Regions from separate parts of the Zea mays genome. Here region 2 is linked to region 1. A link is a contact called in public Hi-C data. All regions are on one chromosome and are shown on one strand. The core of a region is the stretch at or near the end of the contact, and the rest is flanking DNA. Distances in the headings are between cores, read along the strand shown.

Region 1 (6,220 bases), core at 1,515-4,014:
CAACTGAATATTGTCTCCCTCTGGCCATGGAGGCCCTTTAATGGCTCATAGACTAAATCTTGATTGTAGGGACCTTGGGGATATCTAGGAATGTTCCTAAAACATCAAATCTAATATTTTAACATAGATATACATAGAATTTAAAGCTAATTTTTGACAATGTTATTAATATTTTTTTCATGTACAATATTTTCTCCCTACAACAAAAAAGATGAAAACATCCAAATCTGTATTCAGATAGACATCCGAATTTTATATCAATTATTTAAAAAGATATAGAACGAATTTAATGTTTATTTTTGTGAAGATTAATAGCCTCAATGTTAACAATAAGAATATAAATTTACATATCAAATGTTATATATTATTTATTCACAATCAAAGAAAGAAGACAAAAAATTTGACATCCGAATAAATATCCGGATCCATCCCTAGGGATATCTATCTCCCACAACCTCATCTTGATCTGTAGCGAGTTTTCTCATACTAGTAGAACTTTGTAAAGGCCTCGTAGTGAACCCTGCCTCAGCTCCTTGAAAGAGATGAATGAGATTCATGACCCTTTGGCCTTTGGCAAATGAGTATCATGACTTGTGGCTAAAGATGTTGTAAGGAAAATGGACCATGAGCCATTTGGCTAAGTGATTTTGGTGTTTGATGATCAACATAACCTTGTGGACTAATGTGTTTGCTAGTGTTTATGTTTATAGTTCATAGGATGCGAAGAGGATTGGACTAACGCACTGAGGGTGCAACACCTCAAACGAAGACCTAAAAGACACATAGAAGTCCAAGACTCAAGAAAAAAGAACCCCAAAAGAAACAGTGAAGAGATCCATGAAGTGGACAGTCAGCCAGCGCTCTTGTGGCGCACCGGACAGTGAGCAATACCTGTCCGGTGTGCACCGGACTATGCGGTGTGCAACCCAACAGTCTGAGCAGAGAGCCCGCAACCAAGGACTCTCGGGCGCTGTAGCACCGGACTATCTAGTATGCACCGGACAGTCTGGCCAACGGTCGGATCCAACGGTCGCCTGCTACAGACCTCAACGGTCGGCTAGCGTGGCCAGGGCACGGGTCATATCTGGTGTGCACCAGACTGTCCGATGCACCCGACGACAGAGGAGTCAACTTTCTGTCCAATAGCTATAATTGTGGGGGAGGTTATAAATATCCCACCAACCGACCATTTGAAGGTATGGGAGCCCAAGCAACATACCAATACATCTTGTAAACATTTTCAAGTGCTCAAACACCCAAGTGCTTAATAGAATCACTCGGTGATTAGCGTAGGTGCTTTGCAAAGTGCTTAGGTTAGTTAGACCGCTTATGCACTTGCTCTAGGTGAATCCTAGTTAGTTGAGTGAGTTTAGAAAAAACAGACAACCCTTCGTATTTTGCGCGAGCCGTTGTAATTGTACCGAGTGGGGCGAGAGTCTTGCGAGACCGTGACAACTGAGTTTGTGTCACGACCGCCACCATATACCAAAGGGAACGAGGCCCGCAGCGTTTCGGCCGGAAGCTCGATAGTGGAGATGGCAGGGAGCATCCAAGAGGAGCCGGAAGCGGAGCACCACTTGCGCGTGGAGAAGGCATGCGACTCTCTACGAAGTTACTCGACCAAGGTGCTTGGCCCTCACGTGGGCTACCCTTTTTGCGTAAGGGCACCAACGAGGATTAGTCGGGACCTTGCGTGTTTCCGGATACCTCGGTAAAAATATCAGCGTCATCCACGAGAGTTTGCATCTCTACTCTTGCTCTTTACCTTTTGCATTTATATTAAGTATTTATGTTTCAATCTCTCCTTTCTAGTTAGATTATTTAGGATTGAAACTTAGGCTTTGCGGTAGAGATAGCAACACTTAGACAAAACCTAGTTTGCATATTCTAGATTGATTAATTGCATAGGTTTTGTTCTAGGGATTTAATTGTGGTCTAGTTTAGAAAAATGTTTTTAGAAGTCCTACTTCATCCCCTCTTAGACGTCATTGTTTCCTATAGATGTGCGACATCTGCAGAGTGTAAACCTGATATATCAGTTATGCTCACGGTTAAGAGTGGATCGAGCCTGTCACATGATTAATATATGGAAGTAAATTTTGATATACTTAATTAAAAGATGAGTGTACTCACCCTTGATTTAATTATTGCTCAAATCAGAAACAAGTACCACTGGATGAGGATTATTATGACGAGTTCTAGGTTATCGTCTTCCAGTCAACTGTGTATGTAGAAAAGTCATCTTCGTTTAGTTTAGTTTATTTAGTTTAGTTTATTTAGTTATTTTATGTAAAGACATTTCGTTATGTAATAAAAAAATTGTATCATTGATTTTTTTTACACTAAATCATTATATGTATAAAACTTGATCCTGACATAAATATAAGATGCATATCAATTATCCTTAAATTTGGGTTTAGATCACGAAAATAACAGATTTATTTTTTGATGGCCTGACGTGAGCTATCGAAAATTATTGACCACCAAGAAATTCTCGATTTTCTATAATAAATAAGAGAAACATGAAAAAATCGTGCACAGAGTCTGGGAGATTTACGTATAGATCTGTTGAACAGTTAAACCGATATTCACGGTAACGAGACCCGATATTAAGTACACAAATACAACACGTATTTGATCTAGATTCTAATTGAGGTTAAAATCGGAATATCTGTTGGAAATTTGGTCTCCTCGTCCAACAGAATAACAACAACCTTCTCATTTTCCGTCTATATATAGCGCCATCGATTGGCTCCCCGGTCCCTATTCCCTCTCAAGTCTCGAGACCCACCACCGCACCCCGCGCTCGGCGGACTCTTTTGCTGCTGCACCTGCCATCGTCACGCACCGGTGTGTGGAGCGAAGCCAGCGAGCGAGAAGTAGCCACAGAGCGGCCTCAGAGAGACGTGCAGATCGAGAGAGAGACGAACAGAGAGAGCGATTCATGGTAGGTGCGATGCGCGGCGGAGCCATGGAGTTGGAGGACCGCCTGGCCACCCTTCCTCGCTTCCGCGGCGATCACGATGACGACGGCAAGGAAAGGAGGACAGGTACGTAGAAGCATCGATCGATCCCTCGCCGCAGATCTGAAAATAGCATGCATGCAATGATTTTTTTTCCTGCTTGCTATCGCTTCTTGTTCATTGTTTCGTACGTTGGGATGGACTGCGCGCGGCGGCCGTCTCGTCGTTCCGTGATTCGCCCTGGCCTCGCTCCAGATATTTGAAGGCGAAACCAAATATTTAGCCGACGACGAGAGAATTAAAATCCGGTGCCGCTCGTTCCTACTCCCTACCATCTATAGACAATCTCGATGAGCATGCACCTACCTACTGTTAACCCAGCATTTACTGTCCCTTAGCTTGTTGATGATCTGCACAACTAGAAGATTCTCCTCTAATTATTACACTCTAGCCGTGTGCATGCATGAGGTGGCTGCATGTATGCTGGGTCGCTGTGGCATGCATAGCTAGAGTATTACAGCTTGGATTTCTAAATCACTTTCTACCATACGTAATGGGTTTGTTTGCTTGACAGTCGTCCGCTCTATGTTTTTTTAGCTAAATAGATAAAGGTTTATATATAAACGCTTCAGGAAAAAAAATATAGAGAGAGAGTTACGAGGGCCCCTAGAAAATGCTTTAAAAACTCTAGCTTTTTTTAGAGCTGTCCTATGGTAGAATCTGCGAAGCTAACAGGTATACGTTTTCCTCTATTTATAAAGTGACAAAAGATGGAATACACTCACATTTATGAACACTGTGTCACTGTCCTTCGTTCTAGAGACTCCAATCAGAGCGTGCATTTATTAAAAAAAATTGGACATAAAATGTATTTCTTGGCATCTCGGCCTGTTGTAGAGGGCCTGGTTCAAAAAAAAAAAAATTGAACACTATTTTTTTCGAATTGTAATCTGGCCACCAGATTATATAATCTAATTTATTTTTAACTTGTACTTATAGTTCAAATAAGTTAGATTATAGTTATATAATATCTAGATTATAATTCTAAACAAACAGGCCCTATAATTTGTAGAATATTCATGCACCGAGATTCTTTTGTTAACGTATGAAAGGGAAATAATAACAGATAAACGCGTGCCGCCAGGCGCCAGCGCGTCACTGGCGCCCCCCTGCGTGCATGATAAAAAGAGCCAGCACAACATGTGCCCTGGTGATGTAATTTAAAGCAACTAAGCTACCAAAAATACAAGTGAATGGAATGGTAGCACGCTGTCGTTTACTGTTTTCGTTTCCACAATTCCACTTGCACCCATTCCAAATTCATATTTATATTCTTGGACGGGAAGAATTAATTAGTATTGTCGTTTTTTGTGAGGATTTAATTCCTTTCCACGCATAGTTATCATCACACTGCCAAATTTGCCACGCATATCCTTGTTACATCAGTTAATTAGATTGCAATAAGCAAAATCTTTCTCCTCAAGAAAACAATCCAATGTGCTCCTTTTAGATCAAGCAAGTATAATAACAGGCTATAAGTTAAGAAGGCTAAATGCTGAGTTATAGGAGAGAGGAGAAACGTCTTACTAACTTATAGCTGGTTTTGAAACATGAGAACCAAGAAAACTTGTGAGAGAGACAAGTGAGGCCAAACATTAATAACGAAGAGCTAACTATTATACCAGTCGGCTAAGAAGTTGGCTGCAAAGACCCTTGCAATAACCAGCAATCAGCTATATTATTAGACTTGCTCTCCGGTAATCTTGTCTTTTTTTTTCCCTCTAGCCTTGTACCCTGTGCTGTCAGGAGTACTTTAAGCCTTCTACTGCTTCGATAATGTTGTCTCCAATGTAGGAGTATTGTGTTTTTCCCATGTTAAGCTTTGGTCAAGTTTATTAAAAGAATACACCAACATCAACAAAAGAGTTTTGTTTCACTAAATTATCGTTCATGAAATATGTTTTGAAATTATATTTACTTGATTTACTGATGCTCAACAAACCCTACTAAGATTGAGCTTAGCAACTATTTTCTCAGCCTTAAATTATAAATCATCCTTTGACTCTCTAAGAGGTTAGAATAATTTATAATTTTAAAACAAGTGAAAGTATATATATAATCAAACATGGGCCCTAGCTACCACACATAGGACTATAGGAGTAGCCTCAAGGACCATGACACTGGCACGGCTTCCAGAGTTTGTTTATCTCGTGATTGAAGTAGGCTTGCTGCTGTATAGAAGCTAGACAGCTAGCAGAGAAGGCTGGTACGGTGTGGCAAGAAGCAGTGAAAAGAACGATGGATATGATGCAGAAGAGCTGCAGAGAGAGGCCGACGATCTCTTCTGAATTCCGAGCACTGAATGAATGCCGCCAAGTAACCTAGCTGCGGCGCTACGTACCCGTGCGTGGACTCGACCGTCGCCATCATGCATCTACCGCGCCCTAGCTAGCTAGCTTAGCCGCTGTCCATTGATGACCACCTCCGCGATGGTTTCCCGTAGCTTTCTCGCCGATTCTTGGCTATGGCTCTCTGCTGCTTTCTGCATGGCAACGCGCCGAAAGGGCCGGGATCGGAGCAGTGAGAAGGTTCCGTATGCCTTTCTGTACGTCGTCTGTCCTTTTGTGAGTTCTTTTGTCGTCGTCGTCGATTCTGATATCGTTCTGTTATGGTGATGCGGTTCGATGGATGCGTCGTCGTCGACGACGACGACTGTTTTGTTTCCATGCTGAATATTGAGTGCAGATGCATGGTACGCATTGAATTGAGCACCTAGTATATGCCCATCGTTCCATGCATGCATGCTTGCTGTTAATTTCGGAGTGGTTTGATGTGGATTTTAAATTAAATTCTATATATATTAAACCAATATAACCTATATATTTATAATATATGGATGGATTGTGGCGTGTAACATTTAAATAAGTCATCGTTATTAATGGACTTTGTTTACGCAACATTATATATTATATAACTGGATGTTCCTCAATCGTCATGCATGCAGGGACGGTATGGACGGCAACGGCGCACATCATCACGGCGGTGATCGGCTCCGGCGTGCTGTCGCTGGCGTGGGCGATGGCGCAGCTGGGGTGGGTGGCCGGGCCGTTGACCCTGGTGCTCTTCGCGGCGATCACCTTCTACACCTGCGGCCTCCTCGCAGACTGCTACCGCGTTGGCGACCCCGTGACGGGCAAGCGCAACTACACCTACACCGAGGCCGTCAAGAGCAACCTGGGCGGCTGGTACGTCTGGTT
Region 2 (6,220 bases), core at 2,153-4,652, 260 kb before region 1:
AAATCTAGAGACTTCAGCTCGATTTTCCGAAACTAAGAAATTGCATGATACAACTTTAATCTCCTAAATCAAATCATAAGTATAGTAAAAAAAGGACACAATATACAGAGATAGTCCTGTAGAGACGGATTATTTATAAAAGAACCCGTTTTTTACATAACTTTTTAGAGACCACTTAAAAGATATCTCATTTAATTGGTTTGTACATCCCGAAGTTAGGAAAAAAACATATTGACCTCAGCTACGACCAAATTTACCATGGGCGGTGTAGTATATATCATCTGCCTTGTAATCACATCAGCCATAATGATAAGAAAGTGGCTCAAAACTTCGGTGGCATCGACGGGAGTAGAATCAGCAGGCGTGGCAAAGGAATGTGGCGTACGCCGTTCGCGGAATCATGACGTGCGCAGGACCCAGCCAGAAGCCAGAGGGGGACGACGGCAGCTGTGGCATCGTTGCCTGATTAGCTCGTATTTGTCTTGTTGTGCACCCTGAGCAGGGCCGTTCCTGACTTTTCAGGGGCCCAGTGCGAAATCCGATATCGAGACCCATCCACACACAAATATATATATATATATATATATATATTATGCACTATTTTAAAGTTTACAAGATAATAAATGTAAAATATAGCAAAAAACATTTGTTATCTGATATTATTAAAAATATCTTTTAACATTTTGTGATACAAAGTCATCTCTTATATCATTGAGATCAATCTCATCCAACAACTTTTTTTCGATATATAGAATCAGCAAGCCATTTAACATCTCTTGAGTTATTGTTGATCAAAAATGGTTCACAAAAACATTTCAATTTTAAAAAGCTTCTCTCTGCCAAAGCAACTATCATATATACAGTTTATAATACTCTTCCTATATCAAAATAGAATTTGTTTTGCTTCTTTAGTGGATTCATCATCATCAATATAAACATAAAAATCAAGAACTAAAACAAATATTATTTTGAAACGGACGGAGTATTCGATAAGTAATTGAGACAGTTTAAGAATATAAACGAGACTAGTCGATAACTCGATAATGTATCGCTCTTTACGTATTTGTGTCTATAATAGATAAATTTAATAGAAAAAATGCTACCGTACAGTGGCTAGGGGCCCCTTTATTTTTGGGGGCCCGGTGCGGCCGCACCCTTGGCACCCCCACACGGACGGCCCTGACCCTGAGCCTGAGTCGAGGAGGAAGACGCAGACGACGCGCCTTTGGCTGTGGCCTGTGGCGGGCATGGGATATGGGTTATGTATGGGTCGGGGCGTGCTGGTCCAGCGTAGACCCAGGTCAAATGCCACGGGCGGCGCAGGCCGGGCTGGGGTCCTGCAGATACAACGCGCGGTCGCCTTTGTAATGTGCATATAGGGGGAGCTGGGAGTCAATGCTGACATCTTATACACCATAATAGTAATATATCTAGCCTTGGAGAAACATACAGTACCTTTGAAAAAAACTTAACATTCTAGAATATTTCCATTCCATAAAGTGCCTCAAAATAGTACTTCAGAAATTAAAATACTACATCATTTAAAGTAACTAGGGCACTAAAAATAAATTAAGCTTCAACATTTAAACCCTAAACCATGTATTTTAGTAAATAAATTACATTGTTAGTAAAAAAGGTTGAGGGTGATATAGAGAACAAGGATATGGTAATAATCTGGGGTGTTATATATTTGGTTCATTTTATAGTTTGCTCTATATTTTTTTAATAAAAAATTGTAAAATATAGAATACTGCTGTAGCTGCTTTTTATAAGTTAAGCCCTGTATTTAACAATAGATCACTCTCTGTTGGAGATGCTTGCATAATTGAATCAGTTAGCTAGCTACACATGTAGCTATAATTGATAAGAGCCCGCCCTATAGCCATGTGGATAGAGGAGAGAGGTGTATAGTTGAGTCAACGTGTGCAAGCTCTATTGTTGTTGTCCAAAGACTACATGACAAGCTCTAATGTGAATATGGAACTACACGCATGCGACTTTCTGTTGTTTATTTTCTCACTTTATATAGGTTCCTTCTTCACGTGTAGGGAAAAAGTTACAATGCTTTTTGACACGCAATCCCCACTTCGACTATGACTAGTATATAGTAGTGTATATATATGCGTGGCATTGTGGCAATCAGCCTGCATTTCTTGACTGGAAATTCCATTTCGGCGCTGATCTTCCTGATCCCTGAAACTTTTCTGGGTTTCTCTCTCTTTTGCTTTTCACCCATTTGTACTTTCTATGCTTCATTTTCAAAATAAAAGAGTTCATTGACCGCACAATATGTACTTTGACAATGAGGCTGTGTATATGGCCGCACTATCTTTTTTTTTGACGGAAGCCGCTATATATATCCAATAAGGAGATATCGTCCTGACAAGAGTCTGTCGACTGCGGCTGGCGACGAGCATACCAATGCAAGATTTTTTGGCGTACAGCCCTATAAAATCTTTTGTTCTAGATCTATGTGACATATATGTGCCGTAGGCCGGCCTTCTCTGACTTTTTGGCGTACAGCCCTATAAAATCTTTTGTTATAGATCTATTTTCTTTTTTAGGCTGTCTTCATGTCTCATATCACGTCTTCTATCTCATATTTTATTTTAAACTTCACTTGTAAAATTGTTTTACACAATTATATGCACGAAATACCCTGTTTTTTTTCACTCTGGTTTGGTTAACGTGTATTGCCCATTTTCTAAAGATGCATAGACTATCTAACATAGATTGCTCATCGGGGTCGGGGAGTCAATTTTACTGTATATCCACTTGTTATTCCCTTTTCATCAAGATAGCATGAGTTCACCTGCTAGACTATTTTTTTGTGGTCTTTAGATTGTGAAGTGCTTCACGTACGACTCACCTTTACGGCTAAAAGACAACTAACATTAATCTATGTTTGTTGTTGTCTCTTGTTCTGGACCATTAAATTATGAGCCATTATATGCTCGACGTTCTAAAATGGTGTTTTCCCCCTTTTGATGAAGTCAATTATCTAATTTTTATCATATCTAGATAAAGGATATTAATGTTTATGATAATAAACAAATGTTATTAAATTAATTATGGAATATTTTTTATAATAACTGATATTATTAATCAAACTTAAAAATAATTATTTTTATTAGAAAGTGAGACGAATATATATTTTAGACAGTGGGAGCACATGCTAGTATATATATGCTAATGGACGAGATAGGATAGCCTTTTGTGCGTTGGCAATCTCCGTTCTCCGAGCGAGGACAGCAGCGGTCGGAGATTTTAGCACATCGGACCAAACGCAAATCGGGGGGCTTTTGTTGACCAAGGGGAAAGCGAGCGACCTTTGCGTCGCTGAATTGTGCGGCTCGAGGACAGTGGGAGGGAGATATTTATCTCCGAGGTCCAATGATTAGTTTGGACACTTCGTCCCTGTCACTTCGGTGACCAATCATGTAAGATAGGGACATGGGTCAATAGCATGTGCCACTCGATTAGCAGGTCAAACTATAGCTTGTTGATTCTCCACCTGTAACCTTTAAATTTTATAAGGCATAAATGTAATCGAGAGGTCAGAGTGTGACCACAAGGGCGCAAAAGGATCCGAGGCAAATATCACTAATTATTATATTTTTTTAGTCATACAGATCTGAGTGTTCCCACTATATAATCCATCGGTTTTAGCTTTGTAAAACCCACCTAAACAAATCACCCACATCCATAACATCCACTAAATTTACCAAACAAATTACACCAAGACTTAACACCATCAAAATCAACGGTTCAGACCATTGGATAACCCCTCTTTTTTACTCATTCAAATCTAATGGGCAATATTTTTTGCATTTCTCATTCCCGACTATTGTATTTACCTCTTGGCAACAACTTCATAGATTCTATCCATGGGATTGGAGCAATCACCTCGTTGTAGTCTATCCCGACTATTGTATTTACCTCTTGGCAACAATCTAGGCTTTGTGCCTGGTGGCGATGCCCTTCTCATCGCGCCTTCATTTGCCAGCCACTTCAGGCCAAATTGGGCAATGGCGTGGAGGAAGGTCGACGAGAGGCCACGTCTTGTTCTCCTCAATGGATGTTATCTCCTATATCATAGCCTTATGCTAGCGGGCATCGCCTCAAGCCTCCTCGAATGTGGCTGATTCATCATTATCTATGGTAAGGAGCAAGTCCTCATCCACCACGAACTCTGTTATGCTAAGCCACAAATTTCCACCAACCCAAGCACATTGTCCAACATTCTGAATCAGAGAGGCATCTCACCGTCGTGGTCGACATCAAGGTATGAAGTAGTGTCAGGTGGTGATACAAACTCCACCTCCATTGGTGATGAAGGTGTAATAGCCACTATTGGAGGTGTACCAAGCACTGGTGCAAATGTTCCGCCTAATGTTGGTGTCCTTGATGAGCCTGGCACTGATGCTATGCCACTCATGCGCCCTAGTGAGCCCGACGTAGTATTGTGTTGCTTGGACCTAACACATATGTTATGTTTTATGTGTCTTCCTGTTCTGGTCCAATGATGTCCATGCCCTGGATCGTCACTATAAAAAATTCAACATGGAATAGTTCTGCTCCTGTTGCACCAGACCCGTCGACACTGCTCTAGTCCCATGCCTTTCCTTCTTCAAACACCATGTCACATGAGATGATCACACATCCTATGTTGGGATTGTAGAACTTTGTACACCTTGGACCCTGGCTCATACCCGATGAACACCATTGTTGTACTCCGGTCATCCAACTTCTAATGGTGCTTTTCGGTCACCTTCACATGTGCCATGCACGCAAAAGTATGAACGAAGTGAACTGGAGGCTTTATATCATACCAGGCTTCATATGACATATTTTCTTTAACACTCCTCATTGGTGATCAGTTGAATAAGAAGACGACTGTGGCGATCACCTCTCCTGACAAACAACCTGACATCCCCTTAGCCTTCAGGGGTCAGCATTCTTATAGCGTTGCCAAGCACTGTCTGGTTGCGCCACTCCGCCACACCATTTTTCTGGGGCATGTACGGCACATTGAGGTGACGTTGGATGATGTCCTTGGCACATTAGTTGTTTAATGTGTGCATCATGAACTCGCCATAGCAATCAGTGCGGAGCATACCCATCTTCGGCCTGCCTCTGCCTTGGCTCGTGCCTGGAGTTGGATGATAACTGTCACAACCTAGTCCTTTGATGCCAGCAACATGGGCCACAAGAAGCGACTCTTTTCATCGACGACAAGGAGGAACAACTTCACTCATGTGTCTTTGAGGTGATCAAAACACACAATATGCATGCACTAGGTCAAGTAGAAGAGCCACATGGTACTTGCTGGCCATAGGGGACAAACATTGTCGCTGCTTCTTGGCCAAGCAACTCTCACAGACCTAGACGATGTGCTCAATTGGTTGTAGTCCATGCACTAGGCCACCCTTCAGTACTTTCCTGAGTCCCTAGAACCCAAGATGTCCAAACCTGACATGCTATTGCCAGGGAACCTCTGAGGTTCAAGCGGTGAGGCATACATGCTAAGCGATGCTGATGTTGAGGACGTAGAGGTGGCTCACGGAACGTCGCACCTCGACCATCAACCATCGTAGTTGGTCCCAAATCCTAGGAACATTTTTCTCGATTAGAACTTTGTGGCTATCATCGTTGAGCTAACCCAGGTTAACGATGTTTGTTGTCAATCTGAGTTTGACGTAGACGCTGACTAGCTCCTTGTGCTTGCCGCTTTTGCACCAGAAGAGGACATTGTCGTGGCCCTCGATGGCGACCATGGAGCCATCAACAAACTGAATGGTCCCAGGGACGCCGATGTCGAGCTCGAAGAAGGCCATGTGCTCTCCCGTCATATGGTTCATCGTGTCGGTGTCAAGGATCCATTGTGTGCTCCCACCACCACCTTTCTCCTTAAGCTGGACGAATGGCCGGTTCTCATTGAGGTGGATCTTCGGTGTTGGGGTGGGGACCGCCTTCATGGGGACAATCTAGTGTCGCTGGCGCACGCCAGAGCCACGAGCGCGCGCCATAGTTTCTAGCTCCTCCTAGGTGAACGGCCTTCACTTGTCTCCGCTCTTGATCTGGACGGTGAGTCCATCTCCAGCTCATGGTGACACGATATATCGAAGCTCCCTTGCTCGCCTCTTCTTCAGTTTGGGCCATGATGGAGGTAAGGCCTAGCATCGACACCCCTTTAGTGGGATCTTCCTAGATAGGAAAC

Evidence for each region. Hi-C and Micro-C count contacts between places; a contact is called where the count stands out from the background.
Region 2: a Hi-C map of leaf shows a contact between it and region 1, with 2.5 times the contacts expected there. The contact joins the enhancer-like site here to the promoter of LOC100283143 in region 1. A contact is called at or near these places in 3 of 25 Hi-C or Micro-C datasets (ear and leaf).

The regions. Positions count from the first base shown.
Region 1 is chr9:79,148,654-79,154,873 of Zm-B73-REFERENCE-NAM-5.0, reverse strand. LOC100283143 (amino acid permease 1) reads left to right here and starts at 2,764. Exons shown (of 3, transcript NM_001156045.2): 1 at 2,764-3,050; 2 at 5,968-6,220. The coding sequence starts at 2,945.
Region 2 is chr9:79,405,618-79,411,837 of Zm-B73-REFERENCE-NAM-5.0, reverse strand. The region is part of intron 1 of LOC100501686 (Amino acid permease 6); the gene reads left to right. Among protein-coding and RNA genes, the nearest start is that of LOC100501686, 3.6 kb to the left of the region's middle. Within about 2 kb of position 3,402, at least 9 of the 20 cell types and tissues checked have an H3K27ac peak or open chromatin away from gene starts, as enhancers often do. A contact at or near this core is called in leaf, where this site is marked.